Linked DNA regions of Mus musculus: regions 1 and 3 are each linked to region 2. A link is a contact called in public HiChIP or PLAC-seq data. All regions are on one chromosome and are shown on one strand. The core of a region is the stretch at or near the end of the contact, and the rest is flanking DNA. Distances in the headings are between cores, read along the strand shown.

What was found. HiChIP or PLAC-seq counts read pairs in DNA pulled down with a chosen protein or histone mark.
Region 1: a FOXA1 HiChIP or PLAC-seq map of pancreatic cancer cells shows a contact between it and region 2. The contact joins two enhancer-like sites.
Region 3: a contact with region 2 is called in a FOXA1 HiChIP or PLAC-seq map of pancreatic cancer cells. The contact joins two enhancer-like sites. A contact is called at or near these places in 1 of 115 datasets of contacts at active chromatin or transcription factors (pancreatic cancer cells) and 2 of 9 other capture datasets (adipose tissue and pancreatic islet).

What each region holds. Positions count from the first base shown.
Region 1 is chr1:156,732,599-156,735,974 of GRCm38.p6, reverse strand. No RefSeq gene overlaps it. Among named protein-coding and RNA genes, the nearest start is that of Gm39683, 10 kb to the left of the region's middle. Within about 2 kb of position 1,439, at least 36 of the 459 cell types and tissues checked have an H3K27ac peak or open chromatin away from gene starts, as enhancers often do. A contact at or near this core is called in pancreatic cancer cells, where this site is marked.
Region 2 is chr1:156,519,656-156,522,874 of GRCm38.p6, reverse strand. No RefSeq gene overlaps it. Among named protein-coding and RNA genes, the nearest start is that of Abl2, 38 kb to the left of the region's middle. Within about 2 kb of position 1,949, at least 27 of the 459 cell types and tissues checked have an H3K27ac peak or open chromatin away from gene starts, as enhancers often do. A contact at or near this core is called in pancreatic cancer cells, where this site is marked.
Region 3 is chr1:156,343,082-156,346,534 of GRCm38.p6, reverse strand. The region is part of intron 20 of Axdnd1 (axonemal dynein light chain domain containing 1); the gene reads left to right. Among named protein-coding and RNA genes, the nearest start is that of Nphs2, 34 kb to the right of the region's middle. Within about 2 kb of position 1,959, at least 19 of the 459 cell types and tissues checked have an H3K27ac peak or open chromatin away from gene starts, as enhancers often do. A contact at or near this core is called in pancreatic cancer cells, where this site is marked.

The sequences.
Region 1 (3,376 bases), core at 190-2,689, 210 kb before region 2:
TCACATGACTCCTGCTGGGTGAACCATTTTTTTCTTAGTTCTTGTTTGCCTTTCTTAACTGTGCCCACACCAGCAGCAGGAAGTGTTCAGCTGGCCCTTGATTCCCTTCACAGAGATGACATACGAATTTTTGGTTCCTGTAATGTCAGCAGAGTTGACCCAGGGAACTCCAGAATGTCACTCCAGGGGACCCACCCCATGTCCTTACTTCAACATCTTGAAGGCCTGGAAAGAGTCAGAAAGGAAGAAACGACAAGAGTCCCTAGTTATGAACTCCATACTTTGTATTCTTAATGGTGTCCTGGGTAGACTTACCAGATCTAGCAAATGAAAACACCACAGAGGATACTCTTATTTTAAAATACTGTCATCTGAAGTAGCCTACTACCAGGCTCCTACTGCCTTGTGAGTCCCAAGAACAAGGACCCAGAGCCTGTGACCTGCTCTCTGTAGGTGCTCAATAAACACAGAAGGGCTGTTAGAGTGTGTACTGGCTAGTTTTGTGTCAACTTGACACAGCTGGAGTTATCACAGAGAAAGGAGCTTCAGTTGAGGAAATGCCTCCATAAGATCCAACTGTAAGGCATTTTCTTAATTAGTGATCAAGGGGGAAAGGCCCCTTGTGGGTGGGACCATCTCTGGGCTGGTAGTCTTGGTTCTATAAGAGAGCAGGCTGAGCAAGCCAGTAAAGAACATCCCTCCATGGCTTCTGCATCAGCTCCTGCTTTCTGACCTGCTTGAGTTCCAGTCCTGACTTCCTTTGGTGATGAACAGCAACATGGAAGTGTAAGCCAAATAAACCCTTTCCTCCCCAACTTGCTTCTTGGTCATGATGTTTGTGCAGAAATAGAAACCCTGACTAAGACAGAGTAGCACTCTGGTACTGCAGTGTGGATGCCACACTTTGTATACACAACACCTACTGAGAGGATCCTGATATCTGTCACAGCTCTATATGTGTGTCACCTCTGACCCCACAGGATAAGAAAATAAGAGCAGAGGCTGGGGAAATGGCTGCATGGGCAAAATGCCAGCATGAGGACCTGAGTTCAGATCCCCCACACCAACCTAAAAAGCTTAGCATGGGGAACAGAGACAGGCAGATATCAGGACTCACTGGTCAGACTAGCCAATCGCTGAACTCCGTGTCCTGTGAGAGACTGTCTCAGAAACTAAGGTAGAGAGATACAGACGCCCAACATTAACCTCTGCCCTCTACACAAACACACAGGAACATGCCCCCCTCATACATAGCAGAAAAAGAAAAAGAGGAACATTTTAGTTGATGAGAGATGGAGTTATGTGGAAACTGGCATGTTCTCAGTCGTACACGCAGGACATAAATTAAAATGTCACTGGAGAGCACTTCCCTCTCTCTAAGAAGATGCCTCCTCCCAGACGCCCTGCCTGCCCCATTCCCACCTGGCAGGCTCTCCTAGCCTCTCCTCTGCTGGCACCGTGTAGCTGGGACCTGGGTGTTTGTTTCATGAGAGAGTGGCATAAAGGTTATAGCGAGACTGGATTTGGTGTCTAGCTCCTGCTGGTCTGGGGTCCTTGAAAGTTGGCATCAGCTCAGACACAAGTGACAAATGTTGGAGCAGCCACAGAGACCCAGGATCAGAGCTCCCATCTGAGCACCTCCCATAGCGGATGCTGGGGTTCACAACCACACCCCATATTGCTCTCCAGAGGGTGAGTAAGCCCTCAGGGCCCAGCCTCTTCCAGGACTGCAGATGGGGCCCTGGAGAGCACGAAGTTCAACCACCCCCAAATCCCATGAATAAACTCAGTCTTCACTCTGCTTCATGAAAGGAACTCTGTCCTGGACCGCCCTGGTCCCTGCAGCCCTCAACCTCAGAGGTTTGTGTTGCTGGAGGACCTTCTTTGAGCTCTGACAAGGACAAGGAAAGGCTCTGTAGGCAGTGTTTGACTTGTGGGTGGTTGTTTTTTTTTTTTTTTTTTTCTTTCATGGCTACAAACCATCGGCTGTTGAAAAATTTGAGTTTACTTGTGAATTGCCTGTCTGTGTTTGTGAGTGGAGGAAGGTAGGACTGAAAGGTTTCAAAACTGTTTTCAGTTTCTGTGTGAGTTTCTCCGGTGCTTAGCGTTTCATTGAGAATCCCATATTTATTTCTGTGCCATTACATCATTGTTTGGCGCATTTTATAACCTGAGGTGGAGAGAGCTGCCCTCCTTCTTGGCACTGGAGTCAGAGGATCACATCACATCACACCCAGCAGAATTTAGGACATGATCCTGAATGAGGTCCACTCAGCTCTGAAGAGGGACACAGAAACACTGTGTGTAACGGCGACGGAAATGAGTTCAAGGCGGAAATTCGCTTGTACATACTATTCCTTTGTACGCTAGAGAAACCTGTAATGGATTTCTTCCACAGATCAAAAACAAAATTAGATGTAAAATGCAACAAAGGGAAAAGAGAGGGCCAGTAAGATGGCTCAGTGGGTGAGGACGCAGACCTGAGGATCTGAGTTCAATCCCCGGATCCTCTCAACGGTGAGGAGAGAACAAAGTCCAGAAAATTGTGCTCTGGCCTCCAGACATGTGTCACGGCAGACATGCCCCCCACATACACATACGCACCTACATACACACACACATGCACACCCGCGTACACACACACCCCTACACAGACACACAGATATATACACACCTACACATATACCTACACTCATGTACACACACACACACTGACATATGACATTCTGAACATGTTGAAAATAACTAGCATTCCATTTCCTTGGTCCGCTGCTGCTTAGCTGGTCCTTTGAATGCGCTATCCTTGACAGCTGTGTGGGACACCAAAGCAAAGCAGATAATTCCAGTTGTTTATGAATTCTTTAGGAGCCCTTGGGAGTGAACTGTGCTGTATTTGTGACAAGCTGTGTCTGTGTTACTTCTGCAGGCTCCTGTAGGAGGACAATTCCATCTCTAGGCAAGTCTACCCATAACCTTTCTAAAATTAGCAACAGTACACAAATGTAATGAACCTAAATGTCCAATGAGAGGGCACACGTTAAATAAATTTCATCATATCCTCAGCATAAACTAGTAGAGACCTTCTAAAATGTGGTGGTAATGTAAAAAAAAAAACATTGTGACAAACTGGGCCTAGTAGTTCACACCTGTAACCCCAGAATTTTAGAGGCTGTGACTAAAGGACCTGAGCTTTCTGTGAGACTGTCTCAAAACACACACACACACACACACACACACACACACAGAGAGAGAGAGAGAGATCACAAAAGAATATATATGATTGATATGTTGTTAAATTAAACATCAAAAGTCGATTTTTAGGGGAGGGAATAGCTCAGTGGTAGAACACTTCCCTGGATTCTATCCCCAGCACTCC
Region 2 (3,219 bases), core at 700-3,199:
CATCCGTAACGAGATCTGGCGCCCTCTTCTGGAGTGTCTGAAGACAGCTACAATGTACTTACATATAATAAATAAATAAATCTTTAAAAAAAAAAAAAAAAAAAAAAAAAAAAAAAAAAAAAAAAAAAAATTCAACTAAGAAGTTACCTATTCAATACTAATTAGCATTATAAAGTCAGAGCCTACAGCTCCAGGCTTTTCTGTTAGTTGTTTACTAGGATAGAAAGGACAGTCTTAGCCAGATACAGTTTACCATAAGAAAAGTTAGGGAATCCCACAGAGACAGGTTTTTTCTTTAGCCCTAGAATTCAGGCAAAACTATTGAGCATAAATAAATTTTTTGCCTCAGGCCAGCCTTTTCTTTTTTTTTTATTTTTGTTAACAACAGGGAGGAGATGTAGTCTCCCCTCCCCCAGCCTGAAACCTGCTTGCTCAGGGGTGGAGCTTCCTGCTCATTTGTTCTGCCACGCCCACTGCTAGAACCTGCGGCTTTGCTGTTCCGAAGCCATCATGTGCTCACCCTGCTACTAGACCCCGAGATTATTTGGCAGGGAACCAGGTCCCCTCCCCCTTTCTTCATAACTGAGTGTCGCAACAGTAAAAATTGAGCTTTGATCAGAGTGACTTTTGACTTGGCTTTGTTCTTTCTTCCGCCCGACTAGTTCTTCTCTTTCAGCCCGAGTTGCCATCTCAGTTGAACCGTTCGTTTCGAGCTGCAGGCCGGCCGCAACAGGCATGTACCACAGCACCTGGCTTTTGCGTGGGTTCTGGGAGATGGGGCTCCAGCCACCATGCTTCCATTGTCCCAGCTGAGCCATCTCCTTCCCAATACTTTGGACTCTGTATCTATGTGTAAGTCTCTGCATTCCCCACAGCTTTCCAACCCCTGAAGCCAAGGAATCTTCCTTTCAGCCTCCCAAGTTACGGAGTCTTTAGGTGTGCACCACACCCAGTCATTCATTATTTACAGGGAACTATACAACCATATGGCCATTTTCCACACACACATAACACTGTCAACTCTTTCAATCATTCAACAAATGTTTATTGTGTGATTCCTAGGCACCAGGCCCTGTTTAGAATAAACCAGTAAACAACAAAAATGCATGCCTTTGTAAAAGCCATATGTTATCTCATGGATGCTAGTGACATTTCTGAGTTGCTAAGTTGTTCAAATAGCTACTTTTTGGTTCTTTATTTAAAGTATAAGAGGAAGGATGGCCAGATGGCTGAGTGGGTAAAGGTTCCTGCTACCAAGCCTAATCCTCAGGGCCCACACAGTGGAAAGAAAAAACTGAATTTGTAAAGAACTGATTCCCTTAAGTTGTTCTTTGACCTCCAAATGCACACACACACACACACACACACACACACACACACGAAAACAGAAAAACATGCCATCTTTAAAAGCCTTTATGTAGAGTATGTGTTTAGTGAAATGCTAATTGAGTTATCCTTCATTTTATTTTAATCTATGGACTTCATCAACCGCATCCAACCTTGACCTGGAATGATTTCAATTCCAAGTAGGGCTGCCAGATTTAGCAAATTAAAAACTCAGGTGTTAACTTCGACCTCAGATAAATAGTGAGACTCTTTAGTATAATTGCCCCACATATGTCAAGTAGCCAAAATACTTAGCATTTCTTACCAACCTGCCTCCAGGACTTGCAATGTCTTCACACATTTTCAGTTTTATAACTGGGGGAGGGTTGCTAGTCACATCTAGTAGGTAAAGGGCAGAGATGCTGTAAGCATCGTATGACACACAGGGCGGAGCCCACAACGAAGAGTTATCAGACACGAGGCTTGCTAAGGTTGAGAACCTCTGTCCTATCCCGTTACTGACAAAATAAAAGGGAGGAACCAAAATCACCTAAGGGTCCTCCTCCTGTCCCAGTACAGATTTAATCATTGTCAGAGCTGGAGGGATGGTTAACAGTAGTTAAGAGCACTTAAGCAGAGGACCTAAGTTTGATTTCTGGAACCCACACTGGATGGCTCACAAGTACCTGTAACTCCAGCCTCAAGGAGATCTGACACCCTACCCTCTTCCTACCTCTGCAGGTACTTGCACACACGTGACACACACTCATACAGATACACACACATACACAAAAAAAATCTTTCAGGGGCTAGAGATGGCTCAGTAGTTCACTACATGTTCAAGTCTGGATTTCTCTCACACTTAACAGTTCATCTCAGTTTGAACTAGCCCCATTTAAGTGTTTCTATTAAGGCCCATTGTTGATGAAGCCGGTGCCTATAGATTGTGGTATTGACTTAGGGAAATTGACATGGTTAGTCACAGGGACCAGGGGACTGAGGGGCAGCCATTGGTTTGCATGGGATTTCCTCTGCATGTCTGAGTTGTCCTGTTGTTCTCATACTTGGGAGATGGAAACGTAAAGGTCAGGAGTTTAAGGCTATCCTCTGATATCAAGCAAAGTTTGAGGCCGGCCTTGGCTCCCTGTCTCAAAGCAAATCAAATCAAAAAGAGTTTATCAGAGATGCAGGTGCTATAGCTTATGGTTTGCCTGGCATGCTAAGCCCTGGGTCAGGCTGCCCTCAACACTGCTAAGTAAACAATCAAATAAAAGTATTTTGTTTGTCTTACTTTCATTTCTGCTGCTGTGATTAGAAGACAAACAAAACCAAAAGCTGATTGTTAATATACAGGCATTCCACTGGCCTGCCCTCAGGGACCTAGCACCTTGCAACCTGTGTATGCTGCCTATGAAATGACCCACCCGACACTCAGTAGCTTTCTCTCTGTGTGTTCCCAGTGTCCCAGTGTCCCCTCTATTCTCTGCAGGTGCCCCCTACTCCTTTTCTCTCTGCCCTTCTCGTTGCTCTCATGGCTCTGCTCCCATCTGTCTGCCTGTCTACATGTCCACTCTGCCTCTACCCCTCTCCCAGGCCCTCACTGCTCTTCCTTCTCCCAATAAACCTCTTTTTTTTTTTTTTTTTTTTTTTTTGGTTTTTCAAGACAGGGTTTCTCTGTATAGCCCTGGCTGTCCTGGAGCTCACTTTGTAGACCAGGCTGGCCTCGAACTCAGAAATCCGCCTGCCTCTGCCTCCGGAGTGCTGGGATTAAAGGCGTGTGCCACCACGCCCGGCTCTTTTATACCAGATCTATTGCATGGTGTAATTTCCCAGGGGCACACCTTGGCACTGGGTCACCAAAGGGATCCTCCACCTCACCTATTATATTTCATA
Region 3 (3,453 bases), core at 710-3,209, 180 kb after region 2:
GGCATAACTTTTTTGCAACCTACTTCTAATAAGGGTCCAACCTCTCCCCTAGCCCACCACCCAGCAGAGGTAGTGGAAGAGAACGGTTATTAGGATATGGGGGACGTGGACCTGTTCAGCAATAGTTCTTTGGAAGTGAGCTTAATCTTCTTTGGCAGCAGTTCACTCTCTTAGCAAACACCAAATACGACTCAGCAGCTGTAGTCCAGTCTTTTCTGCAGGCAGACACCAGGCAAAAATCAACAGCTCCAGTTGAGTCCTCTCAACAGGCAGCTATGGTTCAATCTTGAAGAAACTGTCTGAGGCAAGGCTGCCGGAGTGGCAAGCCGCCTTGGGAACTAGACTAGCAGTTCTTTGCCAAGTTTCACTCAATGGCAGCATCACCCCCAGGGAATATTCGAACTACTTTCTGGTATCAAAAGTTATTTTTAATTTTCTTGAGCCTATTAAAAATGGAATTTTATAGAATCAGGGATGTTTTGGGTTATAATATTTCTTTTCAGTATTTATATATGCCTGTCTCTGCGTGCCCATCCAAGTGGGTATCCTCCAAGGCCTGAAGAATGTGCTGCATCCCTTGGGTCTGGAGTTACTGACAGCTGTGAGCTGAGTGACTTGGATACAGGGGATGGAGCTCAGGTCCTCTACAGGAGCTGAATCAGGCCCCTCGACCAGTGTGCTACTGGCCTCGCCCCAGCTGTCGCACTCATTTGTCATCAGTGTGCTTTGAGAGGAGGAAACATTTTGGCTCATAATTTCACTCAGTGTTCAGCTGGCTCCATTGAACTGTACTGAGGCAGGGCATCATGGCAGAGGGGATGTGGTAGACAAGAGATGTTCACCTCATGGCAACTGGGAAGCAGAAAGAGGCAGACAAGAAGGGGCTTGCTATGGTTTGTCTATGCTCAGCCCAGGGAGTGGCACTATTAGAAGGTGTGGCCCTGTTGGAGTAGGTGTGTCACTGTGGGTGTGGGCTTTAAGACTCTCATCCTAGCTGTCTGGAAGTCAGTAATCTACTAGCAGCCTTCAGATGAAGATGTAGAACTCCCAGCTCCTCCTGCACCATGTCTGCCATACTCCCACCTTGATGATAATGGACGGAACCTCTGAACCTGTAAGCCAGCTCCCCAAGATGTTGTCCTTTTATAAGACTTGCCATGGTCATGGTGTCTGTTCACAGAAGTAAAACCCTGACTAAGACAGGCTAGGGACTGGACTTGTTCTTTGAAGACAGAACCCCCACATTCTCCAACCACATCCTACCTTCTATTAATCTATTCCTCACAGACTTCTCAGTGGATTAACCCATCCATGAAGTTGGTACCCTCATTATAGACCTTTCAATGGCACCACCAGGCAAAGAGCAACACAAATATATATATATATATATTCCATTTTTCTCTTGGTGGACACCTAAGTTGTTTCCAACCTTGATAATTATAGGCAAAGCTTCAGTGTACTTTAATGCCCTAATCTTTGGACAGACATCTCTTGGAATGGGATATATATATATTTCCAAGATGACTGAACCATTTTTATACTCCTGTTGTTAGGGTCTGTGATTCGCTGAAGAAAGACCCCAGACTTCATTAGTATGCAAAAGCAAAGAGTGTTTATTCAGTTGAATTTTCTACATGCAGGGGTTTCCCCATTCAGGAATGGAGACCCATGGTGGACTCACAGGCCCAACTTGTCAGATGTTGTCAGCTAGGGGAATTCCAGGGAGGGACGTGTACTCCTTTACCTTGATTGCTTAGCTCTATCTCTAGGGTCTGATTGATTCTATAATTGGTTAGGCTCTGGAGACTTCCCAGGGGGTCGCTTACTCACTCTAGCTATCTATTCCTACTTCAGGCCAGATGACAGGGTGTCCTCGGATTGACTGCCTGCAGCTGTGGCTGGCTGACCACAGGTTCCTGGATCCAGGTTCTCATTTCTAGGAAACAGAAACTTAGGCCTAAGTCTCCCAAACTGTCAGTGTGCAGCCCTGTCATGGAGTCAGCCTGGCTCTGGCTGACTCAGTCCTCTATCAGCAGTAAACAATAATCCTTTGTTTCACATCCTCACCGATAGTTGATATAGCCCATATTTTAAATTGTGGACATTCCAATAGGTGGGTAGTAATAAGTTATCAGAGTTGTTATTTGCATTTCCTTAATGACTGATGGTGTTGAATTTCTTCTCTTGTGCTTATTCTTTATACTTATGTCGTCTTTGGTGAAAGTCTGCTTAAATCATTGGCACATTAGTGTTGGCTTGTTTCCTTATTAAGTACTGGGAACTATTTGGGTTGGATAATGAGTCTTAGATCCTATGTATTATTTAAAAATGTTTGCTCCAGCTTGTGATGTTTCTTGTCTTACTAGGACTTTGACGGCTGGGGGGTGGGGTGGGGGGTGGGAGGGGGGTTGGGGTGGGAGGGGGTGGGGGGGTGGCTCAGCAGGTTAAGCACTTGCTTGCCCATGCCTGAGAACTGGTATTCAGATCTCCAGAAGCCATGTAGATATCAGGTATGCATGGCAGCCTGTCAGTAATCCCAGAGCTGAGAAGGCAGAGACAGCGGGCCCACAGGTGAAGCTGGTTATTAGACCAGTGCAATCAGTCAGGTCGAGACTCTTCCTCGGTGGGTAAAAGTGGGAGAGTGAACAGGGACACCACCAGATGTCAACCTCGGGATGCCACACATTCACATTCACACATAACCCACACAAACACGTGTCCACACACGTGAGAAAGCATGGTCAGACATGTGTGTCATACATACATATCGTGTCACACATACGTATACATACAAAAATGCCCCCCCCCCAAGGGTACCTTGAGAGATAAGAGGTTCTTAGCTTGGATGGTGATCTAGCCTTTGTTTTATGAATCTTGCTTTTTGTGTTACTTTAAAGGAAAAGTTCTGCCTTACAGCATCAAAAAGATTTTTCTCTCATGTTGTCTTCTAGATGTTAAATAGTTTTAGGCTCTACTCTCAGGTTTATTATCCACTTTGAGTTAAAAAAAATTTTTAAAGAAATCTGTGTTTCCAGGTATGATTCCTATTTGGCATCTATGTTATCTGAGTATTGTGGTGCCCTCTGTTAAAAAGGCTGTCATTTATCAAGAGGCTTTGTCATCTTTGCTGAAACATCTATTGAACATGTATGTGTTGGTCTGAGCCTTTTCCAGGTAGATCTATTGGTCAACATGATCACCATTACCAATCTTCATGATTTTTATCATAAATTTTATAATCTCATAGTGGAAACCCTCAAAATTTGTTTTTAAAGGTTATACCAGAACTTTTGTTATACCATATGAAACTTTAGTTTACCAATCTCTTCAACAGATGTTGAGTTTTTTATTTGGATTACATTTTAACTATTGATCAGTGGCTGGAGAGTTGACCCCTTAACCACTTTGTATCTTTTTTTTTTTTAAGATTTATTTATTATATGTAAGTATACT